Regions from separate parts of the Triticum aestivum genome. Here region 2 is linked to region 1. The links are chromatin contacts, called in public Hi-C maps. All regions are on one chromosome and are shown on one strand. The core of a region is the stretch at or near the end of the contact, and the rest is flanking DNA. Distances in the headings are between cores, read along the strand shown. Region 1 holds the start of LOC123127185 (peroxiredoxin-2E-2, chloroplastic). Region 2 holds the start of LOC123127186 (glucomannan 4-beta-mannosyltransferase 1).

Evidence for each region. Hi-C and Micro-C count contacts between places; a contact is called where the count stands out from the background.
Region 2: a contact with region 1 is called in a Hi-C map of leaf, with 5 times the contacts expected there. The contact joins the promoter of LOC123127186 here to the promoter of LOC123127185 in region 1. A contact is called at or near these places in 2 of 5 Hi-C or Micro-C datasets (both in leaf).

The regions. Positions count from the first base shown.
Region 1 is chr6A:179,119,918-179,125,673 of IWGSC CS RefSeq v2.1, forward strand. LOC123127185 (peroxiredoxin-2E-2, chloroplastic) reads left to right here and starts at 3,583. Exons shown (of 1, transcript XM_044546761.1): 1 at 3,583-4,560. The coding sequence starts at 3,695. The coding sequence ends at 4,375.
Region 2 is chr6A:179,525,539-179,531,294 of IWGSC CS RefSeq v2.1, forward strand. It overlaps LOC123127186 (glucomannan 4-beta-mannosyltransferase 1), which reads left to right and starts at 3,343. Exons shown (of 9, transcript XM_044546762.1): 1 at 3,343-3,816; 2 at 3,954-4,052; 3 at 5,741-5,756. The coding sequence starts at 3,535.

The DNA.
Region 1 (5,756 bases), core at 2,333-4,832:
ATAATTTTTTCTTGTAACATAGTCATTTTTCTATTTTTAAAATGCTAAGCACGTCCATAACCATCAACAGATGAATCAATGCATGCATATATACTTATATATATAGTCATATACTATTTGTGTAGAATTGTATGTGTTTGAGTCATAAATTTGCTAATTATTATTACGTCATTTCCAAATTCGCGTCAACTTTGGTTTTTATGGTATATACCGAAACCATACGAAATAATTTGGTATATACCGAAATCGAATCGTATTTTAATTTCATACCATATTTACCGAAGTATTAATATCGTACAAACTGAAAAACCATATAAATCGAACCATATAAACCGAATAAACCGAACGCACAGGGTGAGCAGTTGCTGTGGTTCGATCTCAGAAACTGTTGAACATGTGACAGCGTTGCTAGCCAACAGAGCTAATCACAGACCTTGACAATCTACTAGCGTGAGATCTCTACAACACAACCTCAAATCTGAAACTTCATAAATTTTGAACGTGAATGTTTTTCAAAAAGAAAACTTTTTAGAAACTCAAACATTTTTCAAATATATGAACCAAATTTAGAAAACTCAACTCTGTGAACAAGCTTTGAAATTTCGAATAAGATTTGAAAATGTGAACAGGTTTTCAAAGCAACAACATTTATTAAAAAGAGGAATGTTTTTTCAAACTGATAAACAAATTTTGAAGATACGAACAATTTTTTGAATTTTCAAACAAATTTTGAAAAATGAACATTTTTGTGTTCGCAAAAAGGAAAGAAATTGCAAACTAGATTTTTTTTTTGAAATTATGAACAATTTTTTTAGAAACAACAAACAGTTTTTGAGAAACATGAACAATAATTGAAAAACAAGAACAATTCTTGACATTACAAAACATTAATTCAAAACTGACAATTTTCCAAATCCCTTATACATTTTCTGAATTTGCGAACGAAATTTGAAGACATAATCTTTTTTGAATTCGTGAACAAATTTGGAAAGCTAGAACATTATTTGTAATTCCCAAACATTTTTAAATTTGTGAAAATGTTAAATTCCCATAACTTTTTGTGAATTTCGGACAAATTTTCAAACACATGAACAGTCTCTAATTCGTGAACAAAATTAGAAATTGGGAACATTTTCTGAAGTTCCTGAGCATTTTTTGAATTTGCAAAAAATTTTCATAACATGAACAGTTCAAATTCATGATCAAATTTAGAAATTGGGAGCACTTTCTGAAGTTCCCGGACATTTTTTGAATTTGCGAACAAATTTTCAAAACATGAGCACTTTTAAAATTTGTGAAAAAAACTTTGAAAGTAGGAACATTTTTTGAAATTCCCCCAAATTGTCGAATTTGTGAACAAAAAATAAAAAACATTTTAAAATTTTCGGAAAATTTGTTGAAACAGAAAATAAATTTGAAATAGGAAATAGAAAAAGAAAGAAAGGACAAAGAGAGACAGAAAAAGGAAATGAAAAATGAAAAAAAATGATAGAAAAGAAAAATAAAAAAGAAACAGAAAAAACCAGTTCACAAACCTCCTAGAAGGTTCCCAAAACCGGAAAAAACCCGGCTGGAACCTTCCAGAAGGTTCCCAAAACCAGAATCGTGGGACACAGGCGTCGCCTCTAAATGGGCCGGGCCGTCTTGATCGAAGGTGTGCGGTACGCAGACATTTTGACGCTGGCAGATGTTTCAGGAACCTTGTAGAAGGTTCCTGAATCATTTTTTTTCTGTTGTTTTGTTTATATTTTTTTTCTTTTTATGAAAGTTCACATATTTTTCAAATCATGTTCCTGTTTAAATTTTACTTCACATATTCAAAAAATGTGCGTGTCCTAAAAAATGGTTGGAATATTCAGAAAGTTGAGTGTATACTAAAAATAGTTCAACGCATATTAAAAAATGTTTGTGTGTAGGAAAAATATTTTTATTGTATAATTAAAAAATTTCTTCAGATATTGAAAAATGTCCAATATATATAAAAAATGTTCACTGTAGATTGAAAAAAATATTCGGTATGCATTTGAAAAATGTTCAACATATACTAAAAATGTTGACGTTTTCAAAAATAGTTCTGAAATTTCAAAATATGTCCCTGTTTTCAAATTTGTTTCTCAATTTAAGAAATGTCAGGTTTCAAAAGTAGTTCGGGAATTTAACAAGGGATTTTCAAAATGTGTTCACATATTCCTAAAATGTTCGTGTTTTTTTTTAAATTTCAATTTTTGGCATATTTTTAAAATTCAAGGCTACAGTAACAAAATATAGTGAACCAGATGGAGCTGCAGTAACTTTTTTTAGATGAAACGCCACTGTAACTATTGGTGAACCGAGACGAGTCACTGGAGTAAACCGCTGCAGTGTGAATGGGCCTGCGGCCCAAAGTGGCTGGCCCCGTGCGGCCTGGTACTTTTCGATGGTATATTTAGCGTCACCTATAGGTTTCTAAAAAAAGGGTTTGTTTTCCTTTGTCACAAAAAAAGCATATAGGTTTTCTGTGTTTTTAAATACATTCATTGGCATAAAGTGAAAGGTTACCTTTTGATTTACCAAGTGGAGGAAGGATTAGTAGCTGGTTACCAAACTGAATATTCTGGTATCAAGCATGGTTTATTTATCTTGTTTCTTACCTAAATTTATTAGGAAAAAACACAAATTTGCTTCTCGTGGAAGCACGCAGATTTGCTTTCGCAAGAAGTAAAGTCGTGCTTCTCGATAAAGGAAAAAAAATCCGGAATGGTGCTTCCGGTTTCCTGTATTTTTTCTTCAATTTTTTCGGTATTCGTTTTTGTTGTTGGTATTTCATGTTTTCTTTTTTTGGATTTCCATTTTTTCATGAATTTTTCGTTCAAACTTATTAACATGGTATCTAGTTTCGAAGATCTCGATGTGAGAAGTCCCACGGTAAAAACGGTTCGAGATTTGGGCGCACGATTTAAGAGATAAAACGATTTGGACGCACGGTTTAAGAGATAAAACGTTTTGAATAAAACACATTTATGCAAAAATGAAACCACTCAGGTCATGATAAGGGATCCATATGCAGTGTATCACATTGTCAGCGCGTGAGAGATCTAGGGAAAAAGAATACCTAATCATGAGGATCCTCCAGAATCTTTTCACATTCAAGTAATGCATCTTGATTGCAGCGGTTTCAACCTATGATTTATAAATAGCTTCAACACAAAAGACAAAACAATCTCTCCAACGCATAAATGGTTGTGAGTTTACGTGGTTTCGGACTTGGTACAACCTCAAAACACCTTCCCTTTGGTTTGCACGACCAAAAAATTATTCTGAAGGTCTACAGAAAAGATTAAAAAAATATGAATCACTTGTCAGCGTGTGAGAAGATGAGGAGCGAGCTTTGCAAAGGTAACCCTCGACTTTTTTTTTGCGAATTGGGAATTGAGGTAACCCTCGAGTTGTGATTTCGGAAAAGAACGCGAACCCGAGAGGGGAGAGAACCAAACAGGCCCAACCAAGTGCTGGGCCGCCTGCCTAATCCAGGGCAACAGCACGACGTCCACCCATTCCGCCGACGCGTCCAACGAACCAACCAAAATCGCGCTGCTCCCACCTATCACGTCGCGCCCGGCCGTTCCTTCCATCCAAAACCTAAACCCCACCCCCACGCTCTTCCCAAGGCCGAACAGATAGCATTTCCTCGAACACATCGCCTCGTCCCTCCTCCATGGCCACCGCGTCGCTCTCCGCTCTGTCCTCGGCGGCCGCCGCCGCCGGCAAGCGCTTCGTCATCTCCTCCCCGTCGCTCTCCTTCGCCTCCCGCCGCATCGCCGCCCCAGCCCGCCTCCGCGCCGCCGCCGTCCCGGGGGCGAGGAGATTCGCGGCTTCCGCGGCATCGGCATCCACGGTCGTGGCCACCATTGCGGTCGGCGACAAGCTGCCCGACGCCACGCTCTCCTACTTCGACCCGGCCGACGGCGAGCTCAAGACGGTGACTGTCGGGGAGCTGACTGCAGGGAAGAAGGTCGTGCTCTTCGCGGTCCCGGGCGCCTTCACCCCGACCTGCTCGCAGAAGCACCTGCCAGGGTTCATCGAGAAGGCGGGCGAACTCCGGGCCAAGGGGGTGGACACCGTGGCGTGCGTCTCGGTGAACGACGCCTTCGTGATGAAGGCGTGGAAGGAGAGCCTCGGCCTCGGCAAAGACGTGCAGCTGCTGTCGGACGGCAACATCGAGCTCACCCGCGCGCTCGGCGTGGAGATGGACCTCTCTGACAAGCCCATGGGGCTCGGCGTGCGGTCCCGCCGCTACGCGCTCCTGGCAGACGACGGCGTCGTCAAGGTGCTCAACCTGGAGGAGGGCGGCGCCTTCACCACCAGCAGCGCCGAGGAGATGCTCAAGGCGCTCTGAGCCGCGCCTGCTCTGCTCCTTGCCTGAGTCGTGTCTAGTGCTCCGGAGTAGTGAATAATAATCCGACGAACTGTTGCTCGTGTGAGTGTCCTTCGATGCGTCGACATCGTGGAGAGGATTTTGTTTTGTTTTGTTGAGAATTGCGTGCTGTCCATGTGCTCGATGAAATGACTTGAATTTTTCAAGGCGTCGTACTTGTTCTTAGCATTGTCGGTGGTAAAGCCTTTGCTGAGATGTTTACATAGCTCGCGTACAAAATACTCCCTCCGTCCCATAATATAAATATAAGAGTGTTTTTTACACTATATTTAGTGTTAAAAACGCTCTTATATTGTGCTGAGATTGAAAGCAGCTAAGATAGGTACGGATGCGATGAAGGGTGTTTCAAAGTTCTGATGAAGGGTGTTTCAAAGTTCTATAACAAGAGATGGAAATTTTGGATGCAGACCAACTGGTAGCAAATAGTGTATCTCTCTTTTTTGCACTGCATGAAGACACCGAGCAAAACCTATTTGGACCGTCGATCCATTTACACAGATTAGCTAATTGTCCGTGCGTTGTGCGCATACTTATTATAGTGATTCAATACTAATTATATCAGACATATGCCTTACACACACTATATTTAAGATTTTGATCACATTTAACTTGATTTGAGTATAGGTAGAGAATGCAAGGGAAGTTTTGATTTAGTTGAGGCTTTGTTAAGTTTTAATTTGATTTGGGTATTTATAGGGGAGGAAATGAAAGTTTTGATTTAGTTGTGACATTGAGTTAATGCCGGACGTGATTTTAGTAAAGTATCGATTATGTTTAGATTATTCCAAGTTACTCTATTTATGTTGGTTTTAATTTTGTGCAGCATTGATTGAGACTACAAAAAAATCAACATAAAACATAGAAGGAAGGGGGTCGTGGGGAGGAAAATCCAAGGGAGAAAGGGAGGCGACGGAACCAACTCCCTTTAATAGTAGAGATAGCCGTTGCAAACCCTATTCTATTTAGAGCATTCATGACATGCGCTTGTGCAAGCTTGTACTCCACACAAAACCTCGAAACACCTTGATCGAATATTCCAAACAACGTGCATAGGTGAGCTAGTGTCGGTTAGAGCCCCTGGATATTTGTGGTTGGACCATTCAAACCATTTGCAAGTTGTCTCCTTGCAGTTTAGTCAGAGCATCTGAGTTGATCATTTGGATGCCTCCGAGCTACACGAAAAATGTGTGCAACGGTCAGATTTTTTGGGTTCAGCCTAATACCTCCCCCCCCCCACACACACCCATATCCTACCAACTCACTCAAGATCTTCATTTCAGCGCGCGCGCGTGTGTGTCCACTACTCCAAAATTCATGTCATACCTTTCTTTTGTTTGCTTTC
Region 2 (5,756 bases), core at 2,093-4,592, 410 kb after region 1:
CTATAAATAGCCCACCCCCACAACCATAAACGGTTGGCTGCTCAGATTTCAGTGCACGGCTTTTGTCGTTTGAGAGCAACCCACCTCGAAGCCTTTGAGAGAAAATTCCTAGTGAGGAGAAAAGCCCTAACCACCCAGAGCCAGAGTAAATTGGGCATCACTTAAGTCTTCGTGTCTGTGTGATCTGAAGACTTATTACACTTGAGGACTGTGAATCCTCCAGACGGTTAGGCGTCGCGTTCAGAGCATCCAAGAGACATTGTGGATTGCCAGTGAACGAAGTTTGTGAAGGTTTGGGAGTCTACCTTGAAGACTTACCAGAGTGATTGGGCGAGGACTAAGTGACCTTAGCTCAAGGAGAATACGGTGAGGACTTGGTGTCCTGAACTATGTGTTCAGGACTGGGTGTCCGGGACTGTGTGTCCTAAGGTTTAAATACCTAGCCGCTCCAACCAGACGTACAGTTGTCACAGCAACTGGAACTGGTCCAACACATCATTGTCTTCAACGAGTCACTTGTTTCATCTTCACTTCCTTTTCTTACTGTTACTCATTGTGAAGCCATTGCATGCTTGCTTTATCTTTTGTCTTCACAACGTGAATGTATGATCAGTTTGGCTTCACAACTTCTTCCTACCTGATCGTTATTACACTAAAGCTGTTTGTCATTGTGCTTTCACTCTATTGAATACATGACCATGGCTGGTCTAGTGTAATCTAACTTCCGCTGCATAGTAATAGGCATAATCTTCGCTGTTTGTCTTCATAACTCTCACGTTTTGAAGACTTTCATAAAAATCGCCTATTCACCCCCCCTCTAGTCGATATAACGCACTTTCAAGCGCTTCCGCAGTCGGTCTGCGTTGGGTACGTAGACAACACTCTCCCCTCTCGTTGCTATGCATCACATGATCTTGCGTGTGCGTAGGATTTTTTTTGAAATTACTACAAAACCCATCGGAGGCATACTAGGGACACTCTGTTCGTCTATGTATTCACACATGTACTAAGTTTCCGTAATACAATTCTAGCATGAATAATAAACATTTATCATGATATAAGGAAATATAAATAACAACTTTATTATTGCCTCTAGGGCATATTTCCTTCAGTTTAGATGCTAGAGCTATCATGCATGAACCAATAAGACGACATTTGTTGAGAGCTCACCAATGTCAAAAGACCCAGGTTGACAAACAGAGAGCTGAACGCAGTTTTGCTATTGGAGATAAGGTCTTTGTAAAAATGCAACCTTATGTTCAATCATTTGTGGTTCATCGTGTAAATCATAAACTTGCATTCAAATTTCATGGTCTTTATTTGACTATTGCCACGATTGGTGACATTGCTTACATGCTGGAATTACCAGATTCTAGCAGAATACATCCAGACTTTCATGTTCTCCAATTGGAGAAGTATATTCTACTTGTGACTCAAGTTCAGACATCTTTACCTCATGTTGATGATGAATTTCAAATTCCTCTCAAATTTCTCCGTCGCAGGGTTCATCATGTGGGCTCGAAGACTATTCCTCGGGTTCTTGTTGAGTGGTCTTGTTCTCCTTCTGCTGATGTAAGACGAGGATTCATTGAAGGAAACATTTCCTTGTTCTATGGCTTGGAGACAAGCCACTTCTCAAGAACCATGGGGTGTGAGCACTCCTCAATCTACGACTACGAAGAATGACAACACTAAAGGCGCGGGAATTGAAGAGGCAGGCCGGCCCACTAGGGGAAAAGGATCGCCTCATTGGCCCGCTGACAAGAATTGGGCCAAACAGGTCTCGTAAAGTACATGTATAAATATTCCGCTTCCTTCTTCCTCTATCGCTAGCTAGCAACAAATTGGCTTCGGGCGGATGGTTGAACTCGCTATGAGGGTGGATGAGTGGTTTTACACAACAGATAACTAATTCCCCATTCCTCTTGCTCCCTAGCAACCCAAGATCGATCGTGAGTGCAAGGGGAGGCGCTTACAATGGTGATGGAGAGGACGACAATGGACGATGGCAAACGAGTAGGTGGTTCCCTTCGAGGGGTGTGGAAAGAGGAGGGGAGAGATGAGTGAGTCGGTAGGACAATACATGAGCCGACTGATCCTTCCTAGGGATCATCGTGTTGATGCCTAGTAGGTGCCGTTTTTTCAACCATACTTAGAGAACGGTGAATAATTGAATCCAATCAGAAGGGTGATAGTGTTATCTGCAGGAAGAAGCCCGATCAAAGTGAGATACCAGTAAAACAAGGCCATGATCTATAAAAAGTACTAGCATAGTATTACACACCATACTAACCACTCAGACACAAGTCTCTCATGAGAAAAAGATGGTTAGGAGTATTGTTGTACTCCAACTCACCAAAAATTAAAATGTATTTGTTGATGCATTGTGTTTTTTCAGTTGTGTGTGATGTTTTCGTCGATAGTGACACACATGTGGTGACTTTATCAATTTTGAACTCCATGACTCCGGTTTTCTGATGCATCTTTCTTTCCCATGCAGGAGCCGGGATGTCCTCCTTTTCCAAAAAACGACTCTGGTTTTCAGCATGCACCATGAGTGTGTGCGTACGTGACAGTGTGTGTGCATGTTTACCTACATCGTACTTTTTTGTTTCTCAACAATTTTCTCTTACCGTTTCCTCACTGATACAGTAGTACAAGAAACATGTCCTACTACCAAACTAGGAACAGGATTCCTCAATTTCCCATCTTTGCTCTTAATCTGCTTTCGTCTCCCTTTTGGCTAAAAAGCAAATCCCACCCAAAAGCTGCACAATATCCATCCATCCATCCACAAACGAAACCACCCCAACCCACAGTGACCAGCACGGCGTAGGCAATAACCACTTAACTGACCTTGTGACACATGAGCTCAGCTCAGCCGGCTCGTCCCAGTTCCTACCCCCGCGGCGCACCACCGACACTCCCTCGCCCGACCCCATCCGATCTCACCCCCGCCCGACAAATCATGGCGCCGCTTTGCACTGTTAAGGGGGTGTTTGGTTCAGGGACTTTTTAGTCCCAGAGACTAGAAAAAGTCCCTAAAAAGTCCCTAGGAACCAAACGGGAGGGACTTTTTTTACAGGGACTAGAAAAAGACTCTACTAGAGAGTCTTTTTTGATTAGTCCCTGGGACTAGAAAAAGTCCTAGGACTTCTCAACCAAACACCCCCTAAATCCAATCCCCGCCCCCCTTTACTTATCACCACGCTGCTGTGCCCTATTCTACTCATTTTACACTCCTTGGAAACGGAATCCATGGCGCATAGTAAGTCCACACAAAACCCTACATGTGCAGCTGCGCCTCGCGCCCCTTTTATAAAACCCCGCACACACTCGCACACACCACTCCATCCCCCAAAGCAGCTCCCCCCACAGTCCCAGCTCGCTCCACACTGGCCAGCCCGCAGCCCCTGGCACACGCTAGCTTGCTCTAGCTAAGCTAGCTAGCAGGGCCTCGCGCGTGGCATTACCTCGTCCCGGCCGCCGGCGAGGAGGTCTAGCGTAGCCAAGGGCAAGGCGAGCGAGCGAGCGATGGACGCGGCGGTGGGGCTGCCGGACGCGTGGTCGCAGGTGCGGGCGCCGGTGATCGTGCCGCTGCTGAAGCTGGCGGTGGCGCTGTGCCTGCTCATGTCGGTGCTGCTCTTCCTGGAGCGGCTCTACATGGCGGTGGTCATCGTCGGGGTGAAGCTGCTCGGCCGCCGGCCGGAGCGCCGGTACAAATGCGACCCCATCTGCGAGGACGACGACCCCGAGCTCGGCAGCGCCGCCTTCCCCGTCGTGCTCGTCCAGATCCCCATGTTCAACGAGCGGGAGGTACCACATTTTCCTTCCGCCCCATCGCCATTGCCGCCACAAGCTCCAGCTCCACTTCCCTCTCTGTTCCTCTCACCCATTGGTTTCTTCTTGCATTTAACATTTTTTTCATATTTTGTGCGTGATAATACGTGCAGGTGTATCAGCTGTCGATCGGCGCGGTGTGCGGGCTGTCGTGGCCGTCGGATCGGCTGGTGGTGCAGGTGCTGGACGATTCCACGGACCCCCTCGTCAAGGTGAGGAAGATCTTATCCCCCGGCCGCTCTCGGGTCGAACAGTACAAGTAGTGGTGCCAGTGGTAGTAGTACTGGCCTGGTAATTATGGAGGCTCATGTTCACCTGTCGGTGACTACGCCCCCTGCCACCCCCCACCCCCAAACTATCCATGGTCCGTCCACCCGAACCTCGAAGCTCCCGGGATTCCCTCTCACTCCACCGTCCCCTTTTCCATTTTTCCCAAAGGGAAAAGCCGTGACACCCGGGGCGCTCGCTGCAGTGCCAGGCTCCGACCGGCCTTGTCTTTTAGACACGTCGCCTGGCCTGGGTACTGCCTCGCGGTCGCCGTCACGGCACAGGGCTTCCCCCTGTTTATAATTAAGAGCAAGGAGCCACTCCCCAGCTCCCAGCGAGATTTGGCCATTAGTTACTAGTAATAACTCTCAGCTTCACCTAGCAAATCTAACCATGTGCGGCACACGCTGTGTAACTAAAAATCTGAAATGTTTTTCTATTTAACATTTGTGCCTAGTCAATTCAGACTCGTGTTGAGGAGTAGGAGTAGTAGTAGTTGACACGCCTGCGCTTGTCGGTGCCCAAACTGATGGTGTGTCCTGTGTGTGCGGTTACACGGCTGTCTCGCCGTTTCCGTAATCGGAAAAAAGGGCGGCGAAGATCAAAACCGTTTTCCATTTTTGTCTGCCCTCCAAACTGGGATTCACATTGGCGGGTCGTGATAATCCACGAACAAGAGCCGAAAAAAATCTGGGCATCTTTCGCGCGCGAAGGAACGGCTCCCGATGATTTTGGCGGGGCGGGCTATGCTGTGCTACTAGCAAGGACGCTGCGCGCGGTCCGGTGTCGTTAATTGGAGATCGGACGGGCATTAAATGCCCCCAACGGTTTGACCGACGGGCCACAAGTGGCGATTACCCTAGTATCTTTTACGCGCCGGATCAACCAGAGCTGGCACTTGTCAGAATATTTTCTTTTCTTTCTTTTACTATTACGGCCTTCCTTCCAAGAGGTAAAAAATAATATAAAATAAAATAAATGGGGGGAAAGCAAGGCAAAAACCCCTGCGCGGTTATTCCCCTGGAAAAGCACGTGCTGGGCACGTGACGGGGCACGCCGTTAAATGTGTAATCAAGTCGCCACCGTAGTTGTACGTGATCCTCGCGATCGGCAGACAGTAATTAAGCTTGGGGTACGTAGGCCGTGGCAAGGCATGCTTGGCTGGTGCGTACGGGGCCCTGTCGTCGGTTCTCATTACTCATTAGTTTAGGCCATGGTCAGCCCTTGCTTGGCCCAGCCTAGGACGTTGATTGTAATCCACGTTTGGTTCTACTACTACGCCACTAGCCCTTCCCGGCTTGGTCCTGGTTTACTAGGTGTCCACTATGTGTAAACCATGTGTTTTGTACAATGTAGTAATGGCATCCAGAGATGGCATTACATGGTTTGCAGCTTAGTCGTCGTTTCCAAGCTTAGAAAGATGCCAACAGTATTATGATCTTAATAGTATTGGTTATGGTACTTGTCCCTCCAAAAGGAGGATACCATGATTGGAGCCCAATATCTCCATGAGAGCCGTGGGCATTTTAATTTACGTCCCACCCAATAATTGCCTACTCGTTGTGAATGTGAATTGTGAAACGTGCCTGTCAATCAACGGCGGCTAATCATCATGTGTGCTTGGCCCGTGCAGGAAATGGTTCGGATGG